2 separate regions of the Capsicum annuum genome follow, and region 2 is linked to region 1. The links are chromatin contacts, called in public Hi-C maps. All regions are on one chromosome and are shown on one strand. The core of a region is the stretch at or near the end of the contact, and the rest is flanking DNA. Distances in the headings are between cores, read along the strand shown.

What was found. Hi-C and Micro-C count contacts between places; a contact is called where the count stands out from the background.
Region 2: a contact with region 1 is called in a Hi-C map of bud, with 2.6 times the contacts expected there. The contact joins two enhancer-like sites. A contact is called at or near these places in 2 of 5 Hi-C or Micro-C datasets (bud and placenta).

What each region holds. Positions count from the first base shown.
Region 1 is chr8:84,053,458-84,058,370 of UCD10Xv1.1, forward strand. LOC107838938 (a long non-coding RNA gene) reads right to left here. Exons shown (of 9, transcript XR_001664906.2): 5 at 4,890-4,913; 6 at 4,682-4,798; 7 at 3,985-4,139; 8 at 3,643-3,876; 9 at 2,243-2,754. Among protein-coding and RNA genes, the nearest start is that of LOC107838938, 6.6 kb to the right of the region's middle. Within about 2 kb of position 2,679, at least 3 of the 5 cell types and tissues checked have an H3K27ac peak or open chromatin away from gene starts, as enhancers often do. A contact at or near this core is called in bud, where this site is marked.
Region 2 is chr8:84,121,900-84,127,285 of UCD10Xv1.1, forward strand. LOC107838936 (PITH domain-containing protein 1) reads right to left here. Exons shown (of 9, transcript XM_016682229.2): 9 at 3,934-4,218. The coding sequence ends at 4,176. Among protein-coding and RNA genes, the nearest start is that of LOC124886735, 4.0 kb to the left of the region's middle. Within about 2 kb of position 3,177, at least 5 of the 5 cell types and tissues checked have an H3K27ac peak or open chromatin away from gene starts, as enhancers often do. A contact at or near this core is called in bud, where this site is marked.

The DNA of each region.
Region 1 (4,913 bases), core at 1,429-3,928:
AGTGGCGTTTTTAAATTTATATTATTGTAAGAATGATCAGTCAAATAATAAAGTTATCTAAGTATCAAAATATAATCATTAGACATTTGCGACTCAGTTTAGTCATTTAGTTTTCTTGATCATGAACAAAGATGCATTGATACAGATAGTTTTTCTCATATTAATTAATGAATTTCTTTCATAAGTTAAGTCGTAATGCATTGTTTACGTTATTTTTTTATTTTTATTTTTTTGTATAAATTTGATTTTTCGATATGTTTTCAGTTTAAATTTTTGAAAGTTTAATCTTCCATTTAATATTTGAATTTAATGTCTTGGTTCTTTGATATAACTAAAATATCTAATTGAATTTGCATCCAATAACAATTGAATTATTGTCTGTCTCACTATATATGATTGAATGAGTTTTGAATAAAGTCAATATAATTTTCTTAATTTATTTGATTTTGACAAATTCCAACTTTTTGAAATTTCAGATGAAGGAATTTAGTATGATATATTTTGTTATATACTGTGGGAACAAATTTTTAGAGGGTGTTCGAATTGAATTTTGACTTCTAAGAGAAATTAATAAGGTAGGATTTTTAATTTTTTTATTTAACTTAAAACTAAGTGCTTATAAATACTTTTTTATTGTACATACATACTGCAAAAAATATTTAAATTTTTTATTGGTCTAAAAACACTTAAAACATGTCAATCTAAACATGCGCTTAGTTATGACTTATATCTTAAAAATATCCGAGTATCCATATTTTCATTTTGGATTCCTATTTGGTAATAAAAAATAAGTTTAAAGTAATAATCCATGAAACGTAAAGTTAGTTAAATATAAATAGTGAAAATTTTTTATTTTTAAATATGTTTTCAATTTAAATATTTGAAAGTTCAATCTTTTATTTGATAGTTGAATTCAATGTCTTGGTTCTTTGATATAATTAAAATATATAATTGAATTTGTATCTAATAACGATTGAAGTATTGTTTTTCTCACTATAATTGACTGGATGAGTTTTGAATAAAGCCACTATGGTTTTGCTAATTTATTTGATTTTTGACAAATTCCAACAAGCACTTTTTGAAATTTTAAATGAAGAAAATTTTAATATGATATATTTTGTTATACACTGTGGAATAAAGTTATAGAGGGTGTTTGAATTGACATTTGACTTATAAACAAAAATAATAAGGTATGATTTTAAATTTTTGATTTGAGTTAAAACCAACTTATAAATATTTTTTTGTTTTACCTAAATACTACAAAAAAAATGCTTAAAATTTTATTGATTTAAAAACACTTAAAATAATTCAATCCAAAAATGCTCTTAGTTATGACTTTTATATCTTAAAAATATCCGAGTATTCTTATTTTCATTTTGGATTCCTATTTGGTATTAAAAAAAAAAAGTTTAAAGTAATAATCCATGAAATGTGAAGTAAGTTGAATAAAACTCGTGAAAATGACCTAAAAAAGTTGAGTACAACACTTTGAATCACCAACAATATTCACTCTCAAACAACTGATGATGTTAAACGATGGATAATCATCAACCTCAACGGAACCACACTTCAATAGTCTTGGTTGGTTGACACAGAGAAAAATTTTATGCCCATTTATTTATTTGATAAATTTGCAAATTTATTTTTGTTAAATATTATTCGTACGTCGCATGAATACTAATACTAATATTTAATAATCAGAAAATTCTCAAATTATTAACATATGAGGAAAAAGTGCTCATGTAATTACAATAGTTTGATGTCATATTTATTAGAAGATATGAGGAAAAAGTGCTCATGTAATTACAATAGTTTGATGTCATATTTATTAGAAGATGACCGGTTAGACATATTATTTTATAAACACAATCCAAATTGACATGGAATTGAATTATACGTCTTGTAACAGTATCATCATATGTTATGTGACTACTAGAGGAGCACGGCCCATGACAGTACAGGCCCAACATTAAGAATTGATTATGTCCGATACGTTAGATTGATTTCAATTCGAATTATAAGGTTGTAAAACATAAATATATTAAAACATAAAACTACTTGAAAGTATTTTCCATCGAAAAAGGTTACAAGATCTGACTGAACCTTGCAAAATAGACCCACACATCTAATATTCCAAGTTGATTCCACATGTAATATTCCGCAAGTTGCGAGTTGCAAGATACATACCGCAAGTTCTATACATAGTATTTATCATAGTTCTAATAAAGTTGATTCCACATGGTTTAACAAAAGATTAACATATCAAATTAGCATATTTCGAGAAATAGATTATTCGAACATCCTCCAAGCTTTATAGGATAGTCCTTAATACTTTTTGGTAATCACAATTACACCACAATGGAGAAACCTCTTCAACTAATGGGACAATGATTCGCAGAGTATTAATTCTCAAACAAAAAGGTCAACATATTCCTATCAAATATGATTAAACAAGAAGATACAATCCCTGAAAATATAATGTGTAATAGCTTAAAGTTCATCAGTTACGCACACAAGTCATCTATGGTTGTTGCCTTGCTAGCATAGGTCCCCCGGTTATTCGAGTTTTCCCCTCAAACATAGATTAGAGTCGACAAAACGTCAATAACACGACGACGACACTATAAGCACCTCCTGCCACTTGTTCATTACTTGCACATTATTAATCATACATACTAGAGGACACTCCAAGAACTCAGAAATAAGCCATCGAGCAAATACAGATGCAGCATCCACCTTGGGTCTGGACAGTGACTGTAAAAGAGGACGCTGACGTTGAAATGGGCTTGATTATTATTTTTATCAAAGACTAAGTGTTGAGAGTTTTAGATTTTTTACTTTGTATTTGTATTACTCCCTCCGTTTGAAAAAGAATGACCTACTTTCCTTTTTAGTACGTTTAAAAAAGAATACTCCTTTCCTTTTTTGGCAATACTTTAATTTCAACTTTCCACATGGCATGTTTAGGACCACAAGATTAAAGGGTATTTTGGTACATTTGACACAACTTTAATTTAAGGCCACAAACTTTAATTTGCGTAAATCTCAACTATCAATTACATACAAGTAAATCACTACTTCACAAACTTCTCAGGTATCCTATAAACTTTATGTTTGAGTAATCTGTGACTTTGCTTATTTCATATTATAATATTGCAAACAATAAATATACAATGATATGAAAAATGCAATTTTTAAGAAGAAAAAAGCAAAAAAAGGTTACACCAAGATATGTTGTTCAAACTCTAAAAAAATATTACCACAACTGTGTTGGATCCTCCAGAGGTATACTAATTTTAGAGGATCCACATCCTATAACAGATCGAAAGAGTCCGAGCAACATAGACACCAAGAATATTGATTTGCATATCAACATGTTTGAGAAAATCACCAGAATGATCAGAACAAAGCACTTTACACATCTTTTTCTAAAATCCCAAATAAGAATTACTACTTTAGCTCTTTCCGAATGCAGAAGGGGAAAAACAAAGAAACACACTTTATAACATTAAAAAAAATGCGAAATAATAAGAATGTAGAAAAGCAGTAGGTTGTGCATGCATTAATTTTGCTAATATATGAAATCAATCATGAGTATTTGCAATTACAATAATACTTCTAGAAAAGTTTCTAAACACTTACCAGAATTGTTCACAGAACAATGGAACCATTTGGATTTTCATCACTGAACACCTCTGTAGTATGATACAAATAATTTCCAGTCACCGTTCTGCTTCAATAGTAAACAACGCCTCCGTCATTCACAGTCAAAATTTTGACGTCTCTCTTCATGTGATATCTCAGTGATTCTGCCAAGGATTTCATGTCAATCTTCTACCAAGTTGTTTTCTTGATCCATTTTCATGTTCCAGCATCCTGTATTAGAGGCATTGGATCATCAAATCTATGATAACAACAACATGTCCCATGTAATCACATAAAGTAAGATTTAGGGAGAATAGAGTGTACATATGTAGCCCTTACCCCTACTTCTTTGAAGGAGATAGAGAGGTTGTTTATGAAAGAGCCTTGGGTCTGGTGAAGCAAATCAATGCAGTAATGGATCATCAAATCTTTGATTGAATGTATACTTACTGTTGCTAAATTGTTTTCCCAATCCATTTTCATGTTCCAGCATCCTGTATTACAGCCATTTGATCATCAAATTTACGGTGATAACAACATATCCCGTGTAATCACATTGTGAGGTTTGGGGGAAATAGAGTGTATATGCAGACCTTACCCCAACCTCTTGGAGTGAGATAGAGATGTTGTTTTCAAAAGACCCTCAACTCAAGTGAAGCAAATCAACATAGTAATGGATCATCAAATTTACAATGACAACAACAACAACAACAATATATGCCGTGAAATCAATAAAGTAAGATTTGGAGAAAATAGAGTGTGTGTATATAGACCTTATCCCTATCTCATGGAGGAAGAGATTGTTTTCGAAAGATCATCGACTCAATTAAAGAAAATAAATGTAGTAATGGATCATCAAATCTACAATAATATATCCCGTGAAATCTTATAAACTGAGATTTGGGGAGAATATAGTGTAACTACACCTTACCCCTACCTCCTGGAGGGAGATTTAGAAGTTGTTTTGAAAGACCCTAGAGTCAAGTAAAGCAAATCAAAGTAGTAATGGATCATTAAATCTACGACAATCCATTACCTTACCACTATTGATTCTTTCGCCAATATTCTTCGGGCAATTCATTACATTAGCCGCTTTAAAGCTAGCAACCTTTTAATCTCAGCGCATTTCTTCTTTAAGTCCCATTCTTTTTGCCTGCAGGAGGTAATGGAGCAAATGAACTCAGTTTTCTGCCTAAATCCATAGAATGAGGTACCTCTGATAAAGAAATTTCAAAATGACTTACTTCCATAGACTCTTTCTGCAAAAA
Region 2 (5,386 bases), core at 1,927-4,426, 69 kb after region 1:
ATTTCATAAATGATTATATAATTGTAATTTATTAATCAAGTCGCATAAGTATATTTTCTAACAAAAAATTAATTGATTTAAAAAAATTTAAGTTGAGATTTAAAAAATAATTGATTTAAAAATTTCAAAAAAAAAAATTGCAAATTTTTATCTTACTAACACAAAAGTTATAATTATAAAAAACCCAACATCTCGAAATGAATTTAAAATTTTTAAAAGGCCTAAAACATAGAATAAATTATCATTCATCCAAAATTGAGTTTTTGGACAATTATAATTTTTGTATAACTATGAAAGTTTTGTGATAATTTTATTAGGAAAGGATTTATTTTTAATCTTTTTAAGAAATAAAAATTATATGTTTTGGTGGAGTCATAATTATGTACCAAAACTAATCAATCCAATTTGCCACGAATATTTTGCACTTATTTTCTCCTTAAATACCAGCAATAGAAATTGATCTAACCTTCAATTTTTCACAGAGCTCTTCTTTGTTATTTTTTGATTTTTGCCTATAATTTTTTCTATATTTGAACTACAAATATATACCAATTTAATTTCTCAAAATAGAGAGATGTCAAGCTAATACTAACATACCCCTTCTCACAACACTCGAAGAATTATTTTGATTGTTCAAATATTATTGAGAATTTTGGGATTTGCTTTCTGTTTGTGTGTTGTTTGAAGAATTGTGACTAGCAGACAGGTTCTTCTTTTTGGCTTTGATGCCTGCTACACCTATTGCGGAGGAGTTGGAATTCCTGACAAAAAAATATATATCAAAATAATAAAATAACAAGAGATACATACATCTACAATAACACAGAGTAAGAGATACATATAAATATATAAACAGAGAACTAGAGATACGAGATAACACAATATGTATCTTTAAACTTAATAGCATGTATATTTTGTATGGTTATTTCACTAAAACAAAAAAAATAGATACATATAAATGCATAAATAGAAAACCAGATATACAAGATAATACAATATGTATCTTTAATCTTACAAACATGTATCTTTTGTATGCTTATTCCAATAATACTTTAAAAAAAAAATACAAGATACATTTAAACGCCTAAACAGAGAACCATATATACAAAAAAATACAATATGTATCTTTGAGCTTACAAACATGTATCTTTTGGTATGCTTATTTCAATAAAATTTAAACAACACGAGATACATATAAATATATAAATAGAGAACTCACTTTTTTGTGATACAAAATAACATAATATGTACCTTTAAACTTATAAACATGTATCTTTTGGTATGCTTATTTCAATAAAACTTAATAAACACGAGATAGATATAAAAGCATAAACAAATAATCAGATATACAAGAAATTTAAAATGTATCTTGTACATCAAAATATGAATCTCGGCCTAATAATGCCCAAATCTAAACATGTAAATACCTTTGGAAGCTCATCCCTAGAAATAACTTCAACAACTCTTATTTTTTTAACGGAAACTTTACCTCGGGAATTGTTAGATCATCTCTTCTTAGAAACATGAACTTTTTTCTTATCCTTCTTGGCATGCCTTTCCTGCAATTTCTTCATAGTATATGGATCGTTTCTATGCTTGGATCTATTTTCATTGAAACCATCATTTCGTAGTCAAAACTATCAGGACAAAGTTTACAACTTCTTCATATTGTTTGATAATGTCTAATTGAGATATCCAAGACTAAAAGATGGTTTTGAATCTCTATTCATTATATTAATTCAAACAATATAGATTAAAAAAAATTATAATCAAAGATTTGTTTAACAATATCACCGAAAAATCACTTTGTAAAAATAATGTCAAATTATTGCTTTTTGAAAAAAAAAAAATTGTCAGACAGATTAGAAGAAATTGAATATGATTTTAGGGAGAAATTTACCTTAATTCAAAAGTATGAATTAGAGGAAAAGATGGGATTAAACCCACCGTTGAAATAATGGCGTAAAATAAGAAAGAAACGGTTCTTAATTTGGTAAAGTAAGGGCGTAGGATGAGGGGATCTTTAACATGTATCTCAAGTTTTAGTAAAAATACTAAATGTTGGGATATTTGTAATATTTTTAAATTGAAGGAAATTTTAGTAGTTTTGTAACTTAAGTTATTTTTTTAGATAATTTTTTCTTTTACATAAAAGGATTTTCTACCCAAATTTATTTTTAAAAAAGAATATTTTTCTAGATTCTCGCCTAAAACATACAATAAAATTTTTCAAAAGATTTAACTAAGGACCTTCGGAAGGTATTTCAATCCTTTTCCATTTTTGAAATAGATCCCAAAAAAAAAAGGGGAGAGAGAAGCATATTGTCGTTCGTGTGTCCATATGACACATTTTTTTGTAGGCTAAATCCATTGGGAGACACTAAAATGAATATCTTTCACTTAAAACATCTTTACGAAAATTTGTATCATTTAAACACTTAAAAATACTTGATTATGACACTTTTCGTTGAGTCAACCCAAACTATATAAAGAGTGTGCACTACACTCGCCCATGGCATGTCAAAATGGTGAATTAAATGAAGACACGTGGCATTTCATCTAAAATCATAATTAAAAATGAATTATGAGAGAAAAAGAAGATATTTTCAATCAAAACTAAAAATAAAAGAAATTATTTTCTAAGCAATCCCACCTCTTCAGTCCCTCCTTCCCCCTTCTAAATAAACACCTCATTTGCTGAATTTCTTTTCAAACTTTCTCAAAATTTTCAAATAACTTCATACTACAAATGGGGGATGAACGCATTTTTATCCCTTCCGACTGAATTCTTTTCTTTTTTTGAAATAAAAAAAGAAAAGAACTTAAAATTCATTTTCTGATTTTGATTTTTTTTTTTTTATAAAAGAAATGCCACATCTCAAAGAATGGTCGCGTTGTTAATTTTTCGGTGACCAGGGTAGAAATAATAGGAGGATTAAGTGGAGAAGGAAGAGAAAAAGAGTAAAGAAGAAGCAAAAACGAAAAAGAAGGTAAAAGAATAAAATAAAAAAGAACTGTTTGCTTAAATTCTTGAAGTGCCTATTTGATGTGAAATTCACACCAATTGTCAAATCCATAATAATATTAAAATGATAAGAGTCACACACTACTACCTGTGTTCAAATGATAAAAAGTGTTGACTAAAGACGTCTTGAGTATCTTTGCGATAGGTTAAACCTTAGTGTTGACTAAAGACGTCTTGAGTATCTTTGCGATAGGTTAAACCTTTTTTGCACCTTGTAACCCCACGGTCCCATCAGTTTTTTCCACCCCTCTTCCTCTTTATTTCTCCATCGCTCTGCGTGTTATTTTCTTCCTCTCGATATGTTGATCTTTTTATGATAGAACTCGTAACTGGACCATTAATGAGCAGACGGACAATATTTTCCACTTGACTCATGGAACATGTCATAATCAAGAAGAGAAGCAAGGCATTACCATAACTCTCCTGACAATTAGGAAATTAGCCCAAATGGCAATTAACAATTCAATCATTTATAGACTGAAATATAAAAGAATTTTTTTCAAGACCTTGCGAAGATATGAAAACCATGAAAGAACAAACTTAAACTTGTTTCTTTTTATTCTTTTTCCCGAGTCGTCCAAATATTGAGCCATCCGTTTCTCAGATATGCAAATGAAGGCCTCTGGAATCTGGCTTTTGCTGGTTTAAATAGCATATCCACAAGCAACATAGATATTATGAAATGTAAGGCAACAACCACTTCTCAAAACTCATTTGAGGCATCCTGATATGAGTAACATCATGAATCTAGAAGTAGAACGAATGGTTGCAGAAATTTACTCTCCATACGGCTGAGGCTGACGAAATCATAGGCATGCAGGGGGAAATAGAAGTCGGGTGGAGTTTTCAAGTACTGCATCTCAGAAAAGATGCACAATAGAAGTACTTACAATACCTGTGGATCACCCTAGTCTCCAAAAGGTGCATATATTTGCAATTATAAATATGAGGTTAGTGCCCCGTAACTGTTTGTTTAAGCTACCAGTTTCCAGCAAGAAAACTCTTCAAATCTACTCTAAAATCAGCATTTTCCTGAGAAATGCAGTGCAGACTTCAGTAAATTATCTAATTATTCCCGGGTATAAGTTCCACTGCAGTGTACATCTAATAGAGAAAGCACTCTACTCATAAGAGCTGCATATAACACAACTTATTCCACATGTGAAAAGCCTCCACCGGTCTCGGCCTGAGTCCTGCATACATAGATACCATCTTTTAGTTGACTTATGGACAACAGGTAAATGTAAAAGAGAGCTGAAGCCAAATTACAGGAATTTAATAGGGGCCACAGATGGGGACGTCAGGGAGGTGCCAAGCCCAATATTAGATTGCACCAGAAAGGAAAGAAGGCTGCAGCCTGATTTACATTTATACATTGGGAGGATGGACAATAGTAGGTGAGTGGATTGTGCCAAACAACACATGACTTGCCCATAAGAAAAAGATCATAGCAACATGGTCTCAAATATTTTTATGCCTCAAAAAATACAGGACTTCCTTAAGTTAACAGTGGATAATCTAATTCCAGGAAATTTATGTCATTAATTATGAGAACATTGTGCTGACATTCTCATCAAGCGCGGCTTCCGGCAGAGAAGTCTTGGTGTTTTCCTTCTTTCTGCAAGTCTCTCAACCTCACTCATGTCAGAATTTCCATCAAAGTTACAAGCAGAAACAGAACCACCTTGTGGAATTATCATGGAAAAATTGAAAAGATTTGGCATAGCTCATCGTCCCTTACAGGGTTGACATCACGGATTTGCACGGAGAACTTGTTAGGTCAGTTAGCTGCTACAAATAATATTAAGAGAGGTTTTCTAGTAGTGGCTTATGGAATGTTCTTTAAGATGAGAATAAATGAACTAAAAGGGATTTATGTTCAACTGATCTGATCTATTCTCAATATGATGAAGGGCGTGAGCCTCAAGAGAATGGTTGCGGATGATGAGACATAGAATGATCAATAGATTGTATGTGTATCTACATGATCAATAGATTGCATGTGTATCTCTACACCCTTCCTTGTCACAAGATTAGTAGATATCTACTTTTTATATTTCTTTCACACATTTGGGCAAACATAGTGTGGCTATTGCTGCTTTAGTTGGGAATTACCATTTCCTTAATTAATTACATTGAACAAATAAAAGTTGATCTGAGTGTTATGCTAAATCTATGTTTGCATCCACCAGATGCATGTTTTAATGTTTCCTCACGCAAATCTGGACACGTCATTTCTTTGTGAAGATAATAATTTATTAATGTGAAGGCTTGGATGGGTCTTCGTTGAACATTATTAGTGTGTATACCCCACATGTAGGCTTGGATGGCTTGGATGAGGATGAGAAGAAGAGTTTTTGG